Linked DNA regions of Callithrix jacchus: region 1 is linked to region 2. The links are chromatin contacts, called in public Hi-C maps. All regions are on one chromosome and are shown on one strand. Each heading gives the region's core, a stretch centred on a gene start, on an enhancer-like site or on the middle of the called end of the contact. The rest is flanking DNA. Distances are from core to core; before and after follow the strand shown.

The links. A called contact is a pair of places that touch in the nucleus more often than the background predicts.
Region 1: a Hi-C map of skeletal muscle shows a contact between it and region 2, with 4 times the contacts expected there. The contact joins the promoter of NDUFAF8 here to the promoter of CHMP6 in region 2. A contact is called at or near these places in 2 of 3 Hi-C or Micro-C datasets (both in skeletal muscle).

What each region holds. Positions count from the first base shown.
Region 1 is chr5:136,912,526-136,918,022 of calJac240_pri, reverse strand. It overlaps NDUFAF8 (NADH:ubiquinone oxidoreductase complex assembly factor 8), which reads right to left and starts at 1,597. Exons shown (of 3, transcript XR_013536072.1): 1 at 1,470-1,597; 2 at 37-1,348. TEPSIN (TEPSIN adaptor related protein complex 4 accessory protein) reads left to right here and starts at 1,859. Exons shown (of 12, transcript XM_035302057.3): 1 at 1,859-1,928; 2 at 3,229-3,421; 3 at 3,696-3,787; 4 at 3,957-4,050. The coding sequence starts at 1,881.
Region 2 is chr5:136,683,366-136,688,923 of calJac240_pri, reverse strand. It overlaps CHMP6 (charged multivesicular body protein 6), which reads right to left and starts at 4,238. Exons shown (of 9, transcript XM_078374911.1): 1 at 4,129-4,238; 2 at 2,821-3,031; 3 at 1,955-2,064; 4 at 1,776-1,863; 5 at 1,130-1,216. The coding sequence starts at 2,850.

The sequences.
Region 1 (5,497 bases), core at 348-2,847, 230 kb before region 2:
AAGCTACCATGCCAAATGCCATGTTCTACCAAATACCTTAGAGACTTCAGTGCTGGCACGTGCTGGAGGCTCGACTGGTTGGAGAACCATAGGTTGGTTCTCTGGGTCACTGGTTCAAGGGACAAGGGCCTTGTGACACCATCACAGACCTCACTGCTGTACCCTCCTTTGACCCCCACCACACACCACATTTGGTCCCATGCTCTCATAAAGGCAAAGCATGAGGCCCCCCCAACTTTTTTTTTTTTTTGAGACAGTCTCACTCTGTCGCCCAGGCTGGAGTACAGTGGTGTGATCTCAGCTCACTGCAACCTCCACCTCCCAGGTCCAAGCGATCTTCCCACCTCAGCCTCCCAAGTAACTGGGACTACAGGTGAACACTACCATGCCTGGCTAATTTTTTTTTTTGGTAGAGACGGGGTCTCTGTATGTTGCCCAGGCTGGTCTCAAACTTCTAGGCTGAAGCAATTCAGTGACCTCAGCCTCCCAAAATGGTAGGACTACGGGTGTAAGCCACTATACCCAGCAAAAGTGCAACTTCTGATGAGTCACCCACCCCTGCATCCAAGGCTGCTGGGAGCAGGCAGGAATGAAGGCTGTGGGGCTTTTATTCAAGTACCTTTCTCTGGCCCAAATCTCTGGATTGACAACTCCCGGTAAACAGAGTCAGCACTGGCGTCACAGCCCACCCAGACACACTGAGTTGGGGCGCCCGAGGTGGTACCCAGTGAGGCTGACACTTAACGAAGCAGCCTCAGAATGACTTAAAGCCCCACGGTCAGGAAGCCCATCGTGCCAGTTGTGAGGGTGGCAGGGGTGCCCGGCAGGGCAGGTTGAAGGAATCCACCACCGCAGCTGCACAGGGGCTGCGAGTGCCGGGGAGGTGAAGACCCAGAAGGTGCTGGGTACTTGCTGGGAGTCCTGTATCGGGTCGATGCTGGTATGTCACCCCTCGGCGGCAGTGCCAACACGAAAACTTAACGCGCTTGACAAGGCGCCTTCGTGCACCCATCCCCCATCCTTTCTGAGATTGGTGCCAGTCCCGCTTTACAAACATGCAGGCACAAACCCGGGACCGCCGAGATTTCGCGGGCTTGTCAGTGGCTCGGTGGTTTGGTCAGCCGGGGTCTAAAGCACGCAGCGGCGGCTCAAACTCTGAACCACGGGGAAGCAAAGGACGGCCGGGGCCCGCCGGCTCTTGAAGGAGAAGGGCTCGGAGGGGCCCGCGCCCACCTACCGCGGCGGCGAAGCAGCTCCGCAGGGCCTGGAACTCCCGCGCGCAGAGGTCCTTGCTCAGGCGGCCGCCCGGGGCCGTAGAAGCCTGCACGCACCTGCCGTACGCCGCGGCCTGCGGAGTGGACGCGCGTGGGTAGTGGGGTTCCCCTGTCCCCGTCACAGCCCTTCCTCCCCATCACTGCCCCGCTCGGCCCTTCCTGCCCCGCAGCACTGGCCTGCCCAGGGCTCCTCACCTCGGCCCCGCAGGCAGCCAACCGCTCAGGGAAGGCGCGGAGGCGGCTTCGCACCCGGCCCCACACCGCTCCGTTAGCCGACATGAGCCTCTGTTCCCAGAGCCCCTGGACACCGCCATATTAGGTCCGTCCTCTTCCGGTGTCAAACAGCTTGATAGGTCGGCGCTTCCGCCCATCATCTTTCCTGAGCTTTTTAATTGCCGTCTCCTGGCCTTGAGCCCCCTGCAATTGGCTTTTGTCCTTGTCTGTCTCTGCCATGGGACTTCGGATTGGCCTAGACTCAAATTATTTACAAAGCCGACCTCAGGGCCCGTCCCACTACGAGGGACTGGGCAGCGGAGTAGGATGCGCGCGGTGATTGGAGGGCTCGGGCCTGGCGGAAGCGGGGCGGACCGGGAAGTGACCTGCATTATGGCGGCAGTGCCGCCGCTGCGGGACCGCCTGAGCTTTCTGCACCGGGTGAGTGGGAGCGGCCCCCCGCCCCCGGCTCCGACCCCACGTGTCCTCTCCGTCGCCGCTCGCCCCGGGCCGGAGCCGTTGACCTTGCGTCCCCGCCCTGGGTAGCCGCTCCTGGCCCCTTCGCTGCGCTGTCCCCGGGCCTCCCAAGCCGGACCCGCCGAGCGCGAGGGCGATGGGCACAGGCAGACCCTGGGGGAGAGAATAGGCCTCGGCCAGCATTCAGTGGCCTCCGACAGACAGGAAGGAGCGGCGGACCCGGTGGACGTGGAGCCGCTCCACGCTGCCGGCGCCCGGTGGGCTGACGGTGGCATTTCAGAGGAGGGCTCCGGTCCTGGAGAGGCACCCCTGGGTTGCCGAGAACACAGACATCTCGAAGGGACAGAGAAGGACGCACCGTTGTAAGCCCCTCTTAGTAAACTCTCTAAGAAGGAGAGGTCGGGGCCAGTCCCCAGGTGTCGTCCAGAGCAAACTGTCTTCTTTTGTCAGCCCTGAGCTTTCCTAGGGTGGACCTCAGAGGGGGCTGGGTAGTCCCGGGCGCGGCCTTGGGCTGCCAGAAGCCATGCCAGGGTTGGTCAAGCTCTCCGTGCAGGGTTTGGACAGAGTCGTTCTGTGCTGCGTTCTGCAGTCGTCAGCCGTCACCTGCAAACCTCTCAGCTCCCCTTAGGGCTTGATGGGCAGAATGTCAGTGATGTGTCCACAGCCTCGGGAAACACTTAAGGTCCACGTTTTTTTGTGTTGTCACTAGATCTCGGCCCTCACGAGTCAGTCCCATGCTTGTCCTCTTAAATATGCTTGAACTCCTCTCCTCTGTTCTGTTGCTGAATAATGCATGAATGAGCGTTTCCAATTTTCACCCCATAAACCATACGTCTTCCTGCCAGTAAGGAAGCATAAAAGAAAAAAGGACTTCTGCATTAAGCGAGCAACATAAAACACATGGCGTCACTCGGTTCTCAGGATCGAGGGAGCCAGTCAGGCCAAGGGGCTCTGTCACTCTGCCAATCCAGGCTCTAGGGAGCGGGAGCCATCCATAGTCCCCTGCGTGGAAAAGGGGCTTGCCTGAGCCTTGTTTGGCTTTGCTAGTCAGTAGGTAGATAGAAGTACCTTCAAATAGCCTTACATGCTGAGAAGTGCAAGGAGGCTGGGGGCTGTGTCCTATCTTATCCCAAGTGGCGCAGCCCCTCCCTGGAGAACCACCATTGATTTGCCTCTTCTCAGAGGCTGTTCGTCCCTGACAGTTGAGAGAGGACCCTGCTGCAGGCTCCCTGTGGCCCATAGCACCATTCTCGTCCCTTCCCAGTCCTTTCTCCGGCCATGTCAACAGCAAGAAGTGGGCCGTTTCCATCCCCTTTGGGAGCTGCGGACTCACCGCTGTGGGAAATGGCGCCTCATCACTGCAGAGGCTCTTGTTCCCTTTCAGCTCCCGATTCTCCTGAAGGGGACATCGGATGATGACGTCCCATGTCCTGGCTACCTGTTTGAAGAGATTGCTAGTATCCTTCCTCGACGTCCCTGTGTGGGGCAAGAGCGGATAGCAGGGTCCTGGTGTGGGGCAAAGGGTCACTGGGGGTTCTGCTGTCCCTAGAGGGATCTGCAGCTCCTTTATCATTGGAACCAGGCACCGGTGGGGTCTGAAGGCTGTGATACTGATGGCTCAGGAGAGCCTGGAAGCCCCAGCGCTCCTGATGGCAGGGCCTGCAGCAGGTGCCTCCAGGCACGTCTCCTTTCCCTTTATCATCTCCCTTCCCTAACCCGAGTGTGCTGCAGAAATCTCCCATGAGTCTCTGGGCAGCAGCCAGTGCCTGGTGGAGTACCTCCTGACCCGCCTGCACAGCAGCTCTGGCCATGGGAAGCTCAAGGTGAGCCCCTGGGTGGTCAAGGGTCAGGCCCGAGCCCCTGCCCACGGTGCTGAGGCTGGAGGAGCAGATGAGTGGTGTAGGATGGCTGGTGGCTCTGTGCCCTTGGGGCGCCCCTGGCCCTTCCCTGGTGTCTGGCCTGCCCAGCACCGCTGACCGCCCCACTCCCCAGGTGCTGAAGATCCTGCTCTATCTGTGCAGCCACGGGTCCTCCTCCTTCCTGCTCATCCTCAAACGCAACTCCACCTTCATCCAGGAAGCTGCAGGTACTGGGGCCATGCATGCTCTCCAGAAGAGCCAGGGCCGTGGACAGTGGGGGAGGGTGGTGAATCCTCCAAGCTTGAGAAGAAAGACATCAGCTAGAGCCCTCACCCCGGCCTGGTCCTGATCGCCACCCCACCTTGCTGATCCTGGTGGATCCCTGGCCTCTCCACCTGCGGCCCACCCTCACCCCAGCTGGCTGGCTCGGCCTCCCCCATGCACCCTGCCCCTCCCTCTGCTGCGTCCTGTGTGCCTGCCATGCATCCCTGGGCCTTCGGCTGCATCTGTCCCTGCACTTGCTACCTGGGTGCCATTGTTCGTTTCTGTGTGCCCCCAGGGTCTTCCCCCCCCCCGTCCCAGCACCCACATGTAGCAGGCTCCATGCCTATTCACATGTCCTCCCTGAGCCATGGGTTCTCCTCCTAGGGCTGCTCCTCAGAGCCCAAGACAGAGGTAGGGTAGGGCTGGGAGGCCGGTCTGTCCAGGCAGCAGGTGGGTCTGGGAGAGTCATCCCCCAGGCGGGGGGCAGTGCTGTGTGCCTCTGCCTAATGAGTATTTATGGGGGCTAGGCATGATATCTTCCGTGGGGAGGAGGGAGGCTTGGCTCCAGGTGGCCTTGGGGCGCACCGTGCTTAGATCCCCTGCCCCCTGCCACCCCAAAGGGAATTCCGGGGGGGGAGACTGAGTCTCTCTTGTGCCACTGCTTGTTTGTGGAAAACCTCAGCATGTTCCATCTGCTGGGCTCACCCCAAAACTGGTGTCAAAACCAGTGCTGCCCCTCTTGATGGCACGTGGGCGTGTGGCTCAGAGGGACAGACAGTCCCACAGGGGCCAGTGCCGTGGGCCACCATAGACAGCTGTGACAGGCAACTTAGGTGGTAGATGCCCCTGAGGGGCCACCGTAGACAGCTGTCACAACTTAGGTGGCGGATGCCCCAAGGAGGGACAGTGCCGGGTACTCTTGCCATCCTAAAGCTCCTTAGAGCTTTCAAGCCGAGGCAGCGCTGGCCATTCATCCTTAACCATTCACTGGGTCAGAGGGACCTGCCTCCCAGGCCCCTCCCATGGCTGTGGCTGGTACAGTTACGTTGTGGCCTCAATGGTCTTGGGGACATGCCCTGGGGGGTAGGGCTGCAGCAGGCCCTGGGGATGGGAAAGGCCTTTCTCAGACCCGAGGTTCTTGTCGGCACCAGAGTCTCCGCTGTGCAGAAGCAGTTGTGGATGTTTGCTGTCGCCTGCCGTTGCCTGGGCACTGGCCCTGGTGGTGCATGGGCTATGGGAAGTATCCGCACAGGTCCTGTGAGGAAAGCAGGTGCCAGATGCCACACATGAGAGACGGGGCACCCTGCACCAGGTGGGGGTGTGCAGCAAGGGTGGTCGCCCCATACGTACAAAATGTAGCAGTTAACGAAAGAGGAAAGAGGCCAGGCGCGGTGGCTCACGTCTGTAATC
Region 2 (5,558 bases), core at 2,989-5,488:
GGTTTTAAGCAATTCTTCTGCCTCAGCCTCCCAAGTAGCTGGGACTACAGGCGTGCACCACCACGCCCAGCTAATTTTTGTACTCTTTTACTAGAGACGGGGTTTCACCATGTTGGCCAGGATGGTCTCGACCTCTTGACCTCGTGATCCACCCACCTCAGCCTCCCAAAGTGCTGGGATTACAGGCATGAGCCACCGCACCTGGCTGCCTTTTTTTATTTCAGAGACAGTTTTGCTCTTATTGTCCAGGTTGGAGTACAAGTCTTGGCTCACTGCAACCTTCATCTCCTGGTTCAAGCAATTCTCCTGCCTCAGCCTCTTGAGTAGCTGGATTTACAGGCGCCTACCACCACACCCGGCTCATTTTTGTATCATCAATAGAGACAGGGTTTTACCAGGCTGGCCAGACTGGTCTTGAACTCCTGTCCTCAGGTGATCTTCCCACCTTGGCCTCTCAAAGTGCTGGGATTACAGGCACGAGCACCCAGGAAGCCTTCTATGATTAGTTTACCAGCCTCCTCCCCACCCTCAGACATCCCCTCTAGGTCACTTCGGAGGCGCCTGGGGACCCAGTTCCTACAGTTCCCAGCCTGTGCTGCACCCCATCCTCAGGTCACTGCCTCCCTGCCTGCCTGCCAGGCAGCACCAACACATCTCCCCTGCCAGCCTCTTGCTCTGTGTCTGACACAAACACCATGGGACAAGTTCCCCATCCTCTCCCCAACTCCAGCACTGCTGGGCTCCCCACTTCCCCATGCCTCAGCCCTGCAGCTCTACCTGGTGGGCTCCCCACCCCTCCACACCCCACCCTGCAGCCCCACCTGGTGGGCTCCCCAACTCTCCGCACCTTACCCTGCAGCCCCACCTGGCGGGCTCCCCACCCCTCCGCACCCCACCCTGCAGCCCCACCTGGCGGGCTCCCCACCCCTCCGCACCCCACCCTGCAGCCCCACCTGGCGGGCTCCCCACCCCTCCACACCCCACCCTGCAGCCCCACCTGGCGGGCTCCCCACCCCTCCGCACCCCACCCTGCAGCCCCACCTGGCGGGCTCCCCACCCCTCCGCACCCCACCCTGCAGCCCCACCTGGCGGGCTCCCCACCCCTCCGCACCCCACCCTGCAGCCTCACCTGGTGCATCTTGTTCAGACACTCATTTCCCAGTTGCAGCCCTTCCATCACCTTCATTTCAATCTGAGTGAACTCAATACTCTGAACCTGAAAAGGACACCAAGCAGACTCAGGTGCTGAGGATCCTGCGTGCCCTCCTCGCAGCCCAGAGACAGGGTTCAGGATGACACTACTGCTGACCATGTGCTTCTGGGCGTGAGGACGACCCCAGCCCCTGCTCCTCCCTGTCCTCTCCACTGCCAGGTGGGGATGTGCAGGACTGGGAAGGTGCTGGGGAGACACTGCAGAAGGTGCTGGTTACTTGTTAGTAGCTCTCGTTACCAAAGAGAACCACGCTGCTTGGGTCCCTAACACCAGGGACACTCAGTCCCCGACAAAGACCCCTGACCTACCAACACCACCCAGGGGTGGCCCAGCATTTCCAACCTCAATCCTGCAAGAGCCACCCTCCCCCCAGCCCCTTAGGACCATGGGCTTCCTGGCAGACTCCCCTTGGATTCCAGGCCCGCCCCACTGCCGGGTCAGCTTCAGCCTGAGGCATGTGAGGAGGGGCTTTCAGCTATGGGGAGAAGCTCCCAGGTCCACAGGGCCGGGCGAGCTGCCTCCCACTGCACCTGCGCCCCAGGGTGAAGCACCCAGCACCTACCATGGCCTCCAGGCTGCTGATCTGGTTCTCTGTCCTGTCCAGGAGCTGCTCCTGGTATCGCTTCTTCCTGAGCAGCAGCTTAGCCCGTCTGCAGAGGGAAGCCCCAGAGTGACCCGCTGTGGCCCTGCCCAGGCCCCCACCCCAGCCAACAGGTCGCCCATGCTGATGGGCCTGCTCACTCCTTCCTGCCGTCCCGTAGCAGCTGCCGGGCCAGGGCGCGCTCACGCTCCAGCTGCTGGGCGACCCTCTTCTGGTACTGCCTCAGCTTGTCCCGCTGCTGCTTCAGTTGCTGCCAAGAGAGAGCAGGCCTGGTGTTACCCAGCCATACTGCGGGCCCTGGCCATGCCACTGAGTGGAGGCCAGGTGGTCCTCCACGAGTGTCCTTCATGGGGCAGGGTTGTCTCCCAGAGAACAGGTGGAGCTGGCTGGAGACATCTGGGGGGTGGAAGGCAGGGACACTGCTCCACGTTCTGCCACACATGGGACAGCCCCACCAGAGAGTCACCCAGACCCCAGAGCCCACCACGGGGATGGGGAGGTCCACCACGGCATTGCTGTTAGGCCGCTCTGGAGGCTGCCTGCCAACGTTGTGACACTCGGGGCTCAGGCCAGGGAGCAGCTACCAAGAACTCAAAGATTTGGACTCAACAGAGAACACACAGGTGGCGAGCACCCAAGTGCCACCAGCCCACACGGCCAGGTTAGGGCTTGGACACCCCCCAGCTTCTCCCCTTGGGCTTCAGCTGTCCCTTTGCTGGCCACCCACCTGCAGGGACACACACACGGTGACACGCCCTGCAGACCTGCTGACCGTCTCACATCTGGGTGCTGCCCCAGAAAGGGTGCTTGGCCACTGAGGAATGAACTTCAGCTAGTCCTGTCCCATCAGGCCAGTGAGTTTTCCAAATGTCATCACTGCAGACAGTGCTGAGCCCATGTAGGCACAGGGGTCAGAGCCTTAAGGCAGGAGGCGGAGGAGTATTAGCTCAGTCATGACCTGGCCACAGGTTTAACGCTCCTCATGGCAAGTGAGTGCTCCCTCTACCTGAGAGAGCTCATTCCCGGCTCCCTCCATCCAGGAGGCTCCCCTTCCCAGTGCCAAAACTTGTGGGTCCTCTCACTTCTACAGGAAAAGGTGCCCCCTGCCCAGCCCCATTGCTGGGGAGACCCAGGGGCCAAAGGCAGGCAGGTATGGCCAGGCTGCCCTGCTGTAAAGTCAGGTCTCAGCGGAGGATCATAGGCAGCATGGAGTCCACCTGTTATCAGGGAAACAGAAAAAAAGCAATCATTTGTGCTACTGTGTGGTAAGGACGCTGTTCCCAAGTGCCCGAAATCCTGGGGGGCCTACGGCAGCCAGGAACACGGGTCTGCACAGCCCAGAGCCCACAGGGACCCTTGGCAAGTGCAAAGCGCTGCTTGAAGAGAAACCGGAGCCGAGTCCTTAGAGAGAGGGAGGGAGCGCCTTGGGGCTGCCAGGGAAGGTGGAGGCTGGGCCCAGCTGTCTTGCAGGCAGCTTGGGCGTGCCCAGAGTGGTGCCCCTCTTCTCTAGGGACAAACGTGACTGTTGTTTCTTTTCATAGCTGATGGGCTCGGATGCCAAGGTAAGATCCCCTCTTCCATTTCCATTCACTTCTCTTTTAGTATAAAACTAACCCATTTCTGTTTCAGAAAACTTAAAAAAGAAAGCATCCGAAAAAGCTAGCCCTGCTCCCATTTCGGGGTCTCTTTCCTGACACGTTTATCTCATACAAAAACGGACTATTCTCAGCCCGCCGTGTCTTTGACGTGCCAGGCGATTCCTCCCACAGCAGCTAACTTTCACAGCGGAGCTGCCGGAGCAGGCACCGGGGTCGGTCTGAAGCCGCCGCAAACAAGCACGCAAAACACGGGGGTCCTGCACCCAGGCGCGGGGGGACCCCGGCGGCCGCTCCTCGGACCAGGGCGGGCTTCCCCGCAGTCCCGGCCGGGGCGGGTGTGAGGGAGAGGGGACGGCCCCGCACCGCAGCGCGAAGCCGGCAGCACCGCGGGGGCTCCGGCCCAGGGCACCGGGGGGCACGGGAGCCGCGACTCCGGGAGAGCCGGGGAAAGCCCAGCGCCGCGCGGACCCCGTACCCGTCGCCAGGCCGTGGCGGCCGAGCCCCGCAGCCACCGGCCGCGCCCACCTCGGCGGGGTCAGCAGCCACCGCGCTGCGCAGGAGATCCCGTCTTGAGGCCCCGCGGGCGAGGAGGAGCGCAGGGCGGAGCGGCCAAGCGGCCGGGCTGCGCGCCGCGCCTCAGTTTCCCCACCCGACCGCGGGGGGCCGAGGCCGCGGAGCGCTTCCCGCCTCCCGCCCGTCCCGGCCCCGGGCCTCACCAGGATGGCCTTGTCCTGCTCCGTGACGCGGCTCTGCTTCTTGCGGCCGAACAGGTTGCCCATGGCGGCGCCGGCCCACGGAGTCCGATCGCCGCCGCCGCCCCGCGGCCACCGTAGCCCAGGCCCTCCCCGCTACGGCGGCCGCGCCGGGCCAGGCAACGCGGAACGCGAAGCCCGAGCTCCTCCCCAGACCGCGCGCCCTTGCCGCGAGTTCGAAACCACAGCCGGGCGGTCTCGGCCTCCTTGGACTCGAACAGAAAAGTGGCACCGCCACCTGGATGTTAGAGCCCGGGATGTTCTAAATGACGTGTTTCCGTGCGCCCTTCCCGTGCAGTCGAAGACGAAACGTTCTTATCTCCTAATTAGAAGGGATCCTTTTAGATTAGATGAGATCCTTTTTGATTAAAGTATTTCGTCTCCCCAGGTTTTCAGGAACCTTGTGCAGGAATCACTGTTCCCGCCGGCTCTGAACACAAAATGCTGCATTTAGTCATGTTATATCCAACGTTCTGCACTGTAAAACAGTGTTCCCTGAAATGCGCCCAGCACCCCCTTCCATCCAGCCGTTCAGCCCGGGGATCTCCCCTCTTCCACGCGCTGCTCTCTGCCTGTGGATCGGGGTGAGGATCAGCTCAGCATGGAGGAGCTCAACTTCTCCTTCGAAGGAATCGTGGCTACGTCCCCCGCAGAAGCGTTCCTCCCTGGAGGGCTAAGAAACAGGCGAGGGGGGAAAGGGGTACAAGGGAGAAGCCACCCCACCTCCAGCCCCCGGTTCCCGCCTTAGTATCCCGGCTGTGGTTTCTGAGCATTCACTGTCACAGAAAAGCACTCAGCTGAGGATGGTTGGAGGCCAGGAGTTCAAGACCAGCCTGGGCAACATAGCAAGACCCTCCCCTCCCCCCCGCCCCGTTCTCTACAAAAATATAACAAATAACATAAAAAGGACAATAATTATAACCTGCGCCAAACCTCTGGCCTCCCCAGAACCTTCCCTGGGCTGAGGGGGCCTCTGAATTTTTGCGGAGGTTTATCTCCCACTCTCTGACTTGTCTCACTAAGACATCAAAAGTATTTTTTTCCTCAGTGTCCATGGGGACGTTGAAAAAAATAAAAAGTACTTGCTACTTCCTGCCCCTCATGAAGGGGGAAGGGAAGTGCTGGGTAGAGAAGGGCGTGGTCCCTGGCTAGGGATCTCCCCTACCGCCCGCCCGGACCCACAAACCTAAGTGAGGACAGGGATTTGTGTTTTCCTGCCCAATTATCGTTTTCCAAAGACCACCCTGGCCTGCCACGCCCCAAACTTGTGCCTATAAAATCCCCAAGGCACTCGCAGGCCGACACAAGTGGCTGGACTTGGAGAGCTACACGTAGGCGGAAGAAGACAAGTGGGCGGGACGGGGAGAGGGCGTGGGGGGGGGCGGGGCAGTCGG